3 separate regions of the Sus scrofa genome follow, and regions 1 and 2 are each linked to region 3. Evidence: chromatin contacts called from public Hi-C and HiChIP or PLAC-seq data. All regions are on one chromosome and are shown on one strand. Each heading gives the region's core, a stretch centred on a gene start, on an enhancer-like site or on the middle of the called end of the contact. The rest is flanking DNA. Distances are from core to core; before and after follow the strand shown.

What was found. A called contact is a pair of places that touch in the nucleus more often than the background predicts. HiChIP or PLAC-seq counts read pairs in DNA pulled down with a chosen protein or histone mark.
Region 1: a contact with region 3 is called in a Hi-C map of embryonic fibroblasts, with 2.2 times the contacts expected there. The contact joins the promoter of STX6 here to the promoter of IER5 in region 3. A contact is called at or near these places in 1 of 5 promoter capture datasets (liver), 8 of 47 Hi-C or Micro-C datasets (alveolar macrophages, brain, embryonic fibroblasts and 3 more) and 2 of 2 datasets of contacts at active chromatin or transcription factors (alveolar macrophages and skeletal muscle).
Region 2: a contact with region 3 is called in an H3K27ac HiChIP or PLAC-seq map of alveolar macrophages, with 5 times the contacts expected there. The contact joins the enhancer-like site here to the promoter of IER5 in region 3. A contact is called at or near these places in 22 of 47 Hi-C or Micro-C datasets (adipocytes, alveolar macrophages, blood and 12 more) and 2 of 2 datasets of contacts at active chromatin or transcription factors (alveolar macrophages and skeletal muscle).

What each region holds. Positions count from the first base shown.
Region 1 is chr9:122,579,255-122,581,954 of Sscrofa11.1, reverse strand. STX6 (syntaxin 6) reads left to right here and starts at 1,382. Exons shown (of 8, transcript NM_001243720.1): 1 at 1,382-1,623. The coding sequence starts at 1,589.
Region 2 is chr9:122,680,422-122,683,121 of Sscrofa11.1, reverse strand. No RefSeq gene overlaps it. Among named protein-coding and RNA genes, the nearest start is that of IER5, 48 kb to the right of the region's middle. Within about 2 kb of position 1,386, at least 38 of the 83 cell types and tissues checked have an H3K27ac peak or open chromatin away from gene starts, as enhancers often do. A contact at or near this core is called in alveolar macrophages, liver, mesenteric adipose tissue and 4 more, where this site is marked.
Region 3 is chr9:122,632,363-122,635,062 of Sscrofa11.1, reverse strand. It overlaps IER5 (immediate early response 5), which reads right to left and starts at 1,282. Exons shown (of 1, transcript NM_001258436.1): 1 at 1-1,282. The coding sequence starts at 1,056. The coding sequence ends at 79.

The DNA.
Region 1 (2,700 bases), core at 133-2,632, 53 kb after region 3:
TTTTTTTTTTTTTTTCCCCTTTTAGAGCTGCACCTGCAGCACGTGTAATTTCCAGGCTAGTGGTCGAATAGGAGCTGCAGCTGCTGGCTTATGCTGCACTTCAAGGCAACTCTGGATCCTTAATCCACTGAGCGTGGCTAGGGATGGAACCCACATCCTCATGGATACTAGTTGGGTTCTTAACCCCACTGAGTCACAACAGGAACTCCATCTAGCCATTTTTATTTAAACTTCACAACAATCTATGAGCTAAATATTCATATTTTATAGATGAGAGACTGAATAACAGAACCCAGGTTCAAACAGGGTTTGTCTGGCTCTGAGGACTCTTCTATCTTCAAAAAGACTGCTAACTTTAAGCCAGTCACTTAAATTCCAAGTCTCAGATTTCTTATCTGTATAATGGGGATTACAACATTGTGAGAGCACCTGAGATAAACTAAGCTCAGTGCCTGCCACACAGTATGTGCTCAATGATAATCAGCAATTAAAGTTCGCAAAACCCATAGACTATCTAGCGTATGAGTTTGATAAACTGTTCTGACCAAAAGGCTTCCTGGAAGAGCTCTTGAACCACTTAGCTGGTAAGAAGTTGCCAGACCTGGCCCCTTCTTTGTCCTTCAAAAATGCTCTCTTCCAGGAAGCACCATATGCTGTATGAAAAAATTATCTTACTGATCACTTCAAGAACACAGAAAAGACAAAAAACGCAACACACACAAAAACACATCCTAGCCTGGTGGAAAGTGCACAGAATCTGGGGCTCTGCCCTGTCCAGGTTGTGTGAGCACAAGAAATCTTGAAACCTATATGAATTTTTCTAATCTGCAAAATGGGAATAATAATACCTTCCCCTCCAAGGATACTGAGATAACTCACAGCCTTCAGCGTCTTGCTGGGCACTATAAGACCCACAGAAAGGAGTTGTGCAACATTATCAGAGTCAGATAAGGTAGACGAGCTTTATTCTAAGTCGAGGACGAGATGGATTTCTAAATCTATATGTTATCAAAATAAGTATCAAAAGGAGAGGAAAGGTGAAAAGATTGTGCAAAGCTGATACTATCTCCGTATCTAGGAAACCTGACTACCTTTCTTGCCAGGGAACAAGCAGCTCCTCCCCCTGAATCTTGAGAGGTGAGTGTTGAGAAGACCCGCCCTCTCCGCCGCCGCCAGAGCCCCGCCTCCAGGGTCGAGTAACGCAAGGCCCAGGCCCTGCTGATGGGGGGTGGGGGGGGCTCTGGTCACGTGAGCGCGAGTGCGGAAGTGGTGCGGCTGACGGCGTTCGTGATTGGTCGAGGCTGAGGGACCTGGGGGCGGGGCCAAGCGGCCGGACGCGCCGGGAGGAGCCGAGGAGGGGGCCGCGCCGGGGCCGGCGCCAGAGTCACGGCTTCGGTCTGAGGTGCAGACAGAGTACTGGACCCGCGGCGGGCCGGTGCACCCCTGCCTGCGCGCGCAGCCGCTACAGGTCCCGCAGGCCGAGACGCGGGCTGCTGCGCGAGGCGGGTGGGGTGGGCAGAGGGAGATTGGGAGGGCGCGGGCGCCCTGTGCGCAGAGCAGGCGTGAGGCGGCCGGGGGCCGGGACGCCATGTCCATGGAGGACCCCTTCTTTGTGGTGAAAGGGTGAGTGTCGTAGGGGGCTCCACTGGAGGAGGCGGCGGCAGTGCTGCCTGCCCTCACCTCCCCGCTTTTCTCGCTCTAGGGGGAGGGGAGACAAGTAGAGTCTGGCGTGGGGACCGCTTAGCCTTGAGGGCTATGATAAAGCGTCCAGAGACATCCCCTCTTCGTGCTACCTGGACTTTGAAACCGTGCCCCCAGTCAAGCCCCTGGGGAGGGGGGGGGTCTCCTTTGGCTTGTGCGCCGTTCTACAACTTATGGAGGGGTGTCGAGGGGTTCAGCAGCTCCTCAGGTGGGGAGGGAGACAGGCGTCCCAGACCAAAGTGGGGCTGTAGTGGAGCACCGGGCCCTGCTTTGAAGGGGGAAAAACAGCATCTGGGCAGGAAAAGGGAAATGGGCCTCCTGAGCTTTGTAGTTGGCGTGGACGGGGGTGAGCTCCCATTGTCCATTGAGTTCGGAGCGCTGGCCCGCTGACTGGCGAGACCACAACAAGCCCAGAGGCGTCTGAGCACGTTTGCAGGCTGGGAGGCGGGGGCGCGAGGCTCCGGAAGACAACTCTATTCAGTGGGGGAGTTTTTACCGAGTAATGGGAGGGGAGGAAAGCTGCTGTTCAAACTCAGTGGTGATGTTGGAAGGAAAACAAAATGAAATCAGCCAAACCAAACTTTCCTTAGCTTTCTGTTAGCACAGGGATTTTCCCACAGTGCTAAAGGAAATGAGTGCTTTCTTTTTAACTCCCTGATTTCATCCAGGCTATTTGACAGGTTTCCCCCATTTCTTCTTTTTTCTGCCTTTGAGACTAGAGCTGTCCTAACTTATTTTTCCCTAAGAAGTGTCGTGACTCCATCTTTGATTGCTCAATTGTTTGTTTGGAGATAGAAGCTTTAACTGCACTCTGTTATATAGGCTTTGTAGCCATTAAACAAATGCAGAAAAGATTGATTCTGTTGTTATAACTTGTCAGCTTTTGTTTTAAATGTCAAACAAAACAATCTGAGAACTGCAACGTTCTGGAAAAATCAGTGCCAATGACCTTAAAGTGCCTCTGCTTTCAACTAGTTGCTACTAGCTTCCTATTTCTGT
Region 2 (2,700 bases), core at 137-2,636, 48 kb before region 3:
CCCTGTTCACACTACAGATAAAGGAATCTTCCTCCTGGATCGGCTTCTGCCCTCTTAGCACAGGGAGATGGCACAGCAGATGTCACCAAGCTCTGGGGTCACTGAGTTCAAGACATGGCTCCAGCATTTACTGGATATATAACCTTGGGACCATTATTTAACTTTCTAAGACTAGATTCCATCATGCATTACACAAAGCCTCAGAACACCTGCCTCCCCTCTAGGGCTGTCGTGAGCTTGGACTTAAATGAGATGGCTGCAGTAAGCAGGGCTCCATCCATCAATTCTCACTACCTCTAGCATTTATCTCAGTGTCTTTCAACACCCAATTCACTTGGAGAAGCCTAATTTTCTCCATATTCATGGCCTATTAGCTGTTCTGACAGCTTTAAGTGATGAAAAGCCACCGTCCCGGTGGCACAGGCTCAGTCGTGAGGGCTGTGCCCCCTAACCGCCTATAGGGGGCAGCATCGGGCAGCACAAGGCCACATGGGGGCTCCCTTGTAAAATGTGGAGCTGGTCTGGAGAACGACAGGGGAGGTGGCTGGCATTTGAATCCAGACTCCAGTTGACAAAGGACCTGTCTTACTCCACATGGGTCTGACACGCGTCCCTCCCAGGGAGTCTCTGGCGAAAAAGGGAGCAGGGAGTGGTTTTCTGAAAGCACCCCAGGCCCCAACAAATCCAGCCGGGTTTTTCCCAAGCCCACACCAGGACTGGCTACCATTACCTTTTAATTTAGTGCTGATCTGATCTGGAAGAAGTGGCGTTCTCACATACCCAGAGGGCCCCTGCTGCAGATGCCTCCAACCCCCACAAAGTAAAGGGAGGGGGGCGCTGACAAGGACAGGAGAGGGAGCTTACACCTCTACCCTGCCCCCAAATCTTTTTAGTTTCCCACACCCTCAGCCCGAAGGGGAGTCCTGGAGAAGACAAAAGAAATAAAAGGACACAGCTCTGACTCTGAGGAGCCATTCATACTGTTGAAAAGACATCCAGATGTGAAACTGGAGAAAGACACAAGAATACCCGTGATGCCGTGCTCTGGTTTGCGCCAGCTTGGTGGCTCCTGCGCCCAAAGCCCCAGGAGGCATGCTCAGACTAGGATGGTTTTCTAGGATTTCTGAATGTGTTCACAGGGAAAATGAAAGAGGCCGGATGCTTAAGATCAACCAAGACTGCCCCAAATATGGGATCACCGCAGGGACAAGTGATCCCAGCTGTGGGAATCTGGAGAAGGGAGCTGTCACTGTAGGCGGCATTAAGTGGCCTGCAAGATCCAGGGGACTTGGTCACTCTTAAGTGAGCCTCAGGCCTCAGTGCCAGTGAGACACACTCTCCTACCGACTTTGCTGGGGAGGGAACTGCCCCGTCACCATGACATCATGACATCACCTCCTTCCAGGAATCACTGAGTCAGCATGCAGCGGGAGGCAGGACCCACCCACTCACTTCCTCCAACCAGGGCGGGGGGGGGGGGGGGGGGGGGGGGCCTTGCCCCCCCAGGCAAAGCTTGGGGCCTGTTCCTTCATGTCTGTCCACCCGGACTCAAGACTAGGTCAGCTCTGCAAAAAGACAAGGCGGTGCCAGACAAGGCGGTGCCAGACAAGGCGGTGCCAGAGGTGCCCACTCCCACCAGGACCCTCATGCCGTGGAAGAGAGGACCCCAGCAGAGAGTCACCCGTGGCTTGAAGTGCAGTGTCCCTGGGAGTGGTGGCGTGTTTAGCTCTGTCAGCCACTTAGAGCTCCTTGTGAACAAGCTGAGCTGTTTCTAAGAGGAGACACTGTGACAGAGGCACCAGGAGGGCCTGAGAAAGGAGCTGGGGCAGAAAGCTGAGGTGGGAAGGTTGAAAGAAACCCCGTGTCCCTGTCACAGCTGAAAGTGCCACACCAGTCGTGGCGGTCTTGTCCAGGCCCACTCCTGTGGGTGGGCACCTCCACAGCAGACTCCTCCATGGCCAGAAACCCCAGGAACAGAGCCAGAGGGTGACTTCCTCCTGCCCCTCCCCCGGCACAGTCACAGGTGCCTCCTCTCCTCCCAGGCCCCACCCTTCCCTTCCTTGCTAAGAGGATCCAAGCCAAAATCTGTCCACATCCCATCAGAGTCTATTTTATCCTGTCATTAATCCTGATGCTCGTAACCTGGTCTTACGAAGACAAAAATTAACCAGTAGGCACTAGTACAGTTTTATAGCACTGCCGAGGTCCTGTATTCTCCCCGCTCCTGCTAACACACACACAATCTGCTTTGATCTTTTTTTTTTCATCTTCTGTTACACTGTTTCACTTAATACCAACAAAACTCTGCCAGGAAAGGTACTGTCATCTTTTAGATGAAAAACTGAGATTCAGAAAATTGAGGGGGGAATTCCCATTGTGGCTCGGTGGAAACGAATCTGACTAGCATCCATGAGGACACAGGTTCGATCCCTGGCCTGACTCAGGGGGTTAATGATCCAGCGTTGCCATGAGCTGTGGTGTAGGTCGCAGACATGGCTCGGATTTGGCCTTGCTGTGGCTTTGGTGTGGGCCAGCAGCTATAGCTCCAATTCAACCCCTAGCCTGGGAGCTTCCATATGCCACCAGTGCGGCCCTAAAAAGACAAAAAAACCCAAAAACCAGAAAGTTGAAGGAAATTCTCCAGGGTCACAAAGCTAGCAAATGACAGCCAATCTTAGAAACTTTGGTCTGTCTGACAAG
Region 3 (2,700 bases), core at 33-2,532:
TCGCAGCCGGGAGGGGCCCAGCCCTCTCGTCGGGACGCCCGCTGCTCAACCTCCTTCCCGGACGGAGACCCCGGGGGCTCAGAAGGCTACGATGGCAGTGCTCCAAGGGTTAATGTCTCTCAGCACCGGCTTATCGCAGCAGATCTGCCCGGGCTCGGCGGTTTCCGGACCGCTCTCCTCTCCCTCCGCTTCCTCCCGGCCGCCCCCGGGGCTTTTCCGTAAGAGTCCTGAGAAGCTGGAACCGAAGATGCTAATGAGGTTGGCCACGTTACCGGTCTCCATCTCCTCCGCCTCCTCTTCCTCCTCCGCGGCCGCCCCGCCCGCCTGTTCCTCTAAGTTCCGGCGGGGTTTCTTGAGCGGGGTCGAGCCGGGCACCGGGCAGCCCGCCGGGCCGCCGCCCACCCCCGCCGCGCCGCGCTTCCTGGGGCAGAGGGGGGGAGGCGCGGGAGGCTCGTCCCCGGCCGGACGCGGCGCGCGGCAGCCGTCCACGCGGGGGTTAGCGCTCGGCGTGTCCTCGTCCCCCGGGGGACAGCCGCAGGGGTGGCGTGCTGCCCGGGGCCCCGCGGGGAAGACGTCCGAGGCTCCAGCAGGGCCCCCGGCCCCTACGACCGCTGTGTCTCGCGGTCCCTCCACGCGGCGCCAGGCAGCTTCCGCCGCCTCCGCCTCTCGGCCCTGAAGAGTGTCCCCGGCGCCCGGCTCCGTGGCAGCGGGCTCCGCGTCATCCGCCCGTGGCACTTCTGGGACGGCAGGGCGCTCCGGCTGCGGCTCAGGCTCTGGCCAGGCGGCTCGGGCAGCCGGCGGGGGCGGCTCCCCCCAGCCCGCGGGTGGCCCGGCTGCCGGCTCCCCGGGCTGCTGCGGCGGCGCCGGGACCCCGGGGTGGCCGGTCAGGTAGAGGCCGGGGCACGGGTCGCTCAGGTAGACCTGGCGGGCACTGCGGAGCACCAGCGAGACCAGCAGGTTCTTGTGCAGCTTGATGCCGCCGCGCTGGACCCGCGAGTTGTAGATCTTGCCCAGGGAGATGCTGACGATGCGGTGAGCCTCCAGCTTGAACTCCATCCTGCCTCCCCTTTCCCAGGGCTGGCGCGGGGGTGAGGGGGTGAACCCTAGCCCACGTTCCGAAGCTGAGACGGAAACGAGAGGCGTCAACAAGTTCGTCGCCTCTGGGGTTGACCCTCGATTTCTTCTGACTCCGAAGAGAAACGACTCTGGCAACACACTCTCTCTTGCTCCCGCGCCCTCCCCACTACAGACCAGCAGCCAGTCTCGGGTCCGGTCGCTAACTGAGGGCCTCCCGGCCGCCAGGCGCCTTATAAAGGCGCCTCGATAGCCAATCGCGAAGGGCCGCCAACCGTTCCGGGGCCGGTCGGCGCGCCCTCGTGCGCCGCGCGCGGCCAATCGGAGACCGAGGAGGGGCGCGGGGGCCATTCGAACGTTAGTCCCGCGGAGCAGGCTCTTAAAGGGGGCGACGCGCGCCACTCGCCCACCGCCTAGTCCAGGCCAGTTCTCTGAGCGTGGTTGACGGAGAGCAGGGGGAGTTCTTGGTTCGTCAAGATTCTGGCTTGTGTGCTGCTCGCCAGAACCAAGGCGAACTAACCTTTCAGACTTTCATCTGAGTATGGCGGTGGACTTTGCTCTGCTTCCCTAATCAGCCGGATCCTTCCCTGATCAGCCCTCCTCCCTCTCCCGCCACTGTTTCCTAGGCGGCACACACCTGTAAGCTACCCGGCAGAAATGCGACGACGGCAAAACGCGGCAAAGGATACCCTTATACTAATAGCGTTACTACAAGACATTAATTTTGGGTAAGTCCCCTGCCTCCAAGAGGCACATGCATTCTTGAGCACTTGTCAATTTAGGCTCTGAAGACAGAAAAGGGGGGTTCTAAAAGTTACAGGAGTTCCAGTCGTGTCTCAGCAGTAACGAACCGAACTAGTATCCATGAAGAGGAAGTTCGATCCCTGGCCACGGTCAGTGGGTTAGGATCCAGCGTTGTCATGAGCTGTGGTGTAGATTGCAAACGCGGCTGGGATCTGGAGTCGCTATGGCCGTGGGGTAGGCCGGCAGCTGTAGCTCCAATTTAACCCCTAGCCTGGAAACTTCCATATGCCGCAGGTGCGGCCCTCAAAAGCAAAGATAAATAAATTAAATAAATAAGAAAATAAAAGTCCCCAAATTTCTGACTTCTTATCAAGGCTTTGTGTCTAGGAACAAAGTTTTTGGTTCTCCACTAAAGCTAGCCTACCACTTTGTTCTTTAGATTCTAGAACCAACACAGTTGTTACATCAGTTGAAAATAAAAATAGTACAAGTTCTGCACAATGATTTTTCCTGAACAGGAGGACTGACAAAGTCCACCCTTGGAAAAATCTAACAAGTTCTAAAAATACAAATAGAGAAGTCCTGTGTTCCCAACATGATGTCATTATTTTATTTTGTGTCAAGGTAAAACTATAGGGGAAGAGTGTTCTGGAATTTTCTGGTCAGTCAACAACTTACACCACAGGATTGTCCAGGGTCCTAGACTGGGTTCCTGGAGAGTCAGTTAAAGTTAGTCCCACCAAAACTCCACCACAGACCTGACCTGCCTGAGGACTCTGGGTAAATAACCTCAGGATCCTTTAGTTTCTCCAGTTCTGAAAAGGAGACATTACATACACAATCTGCTCTATTATGCAGTGTCTTCTGATAAAAGACAACTCG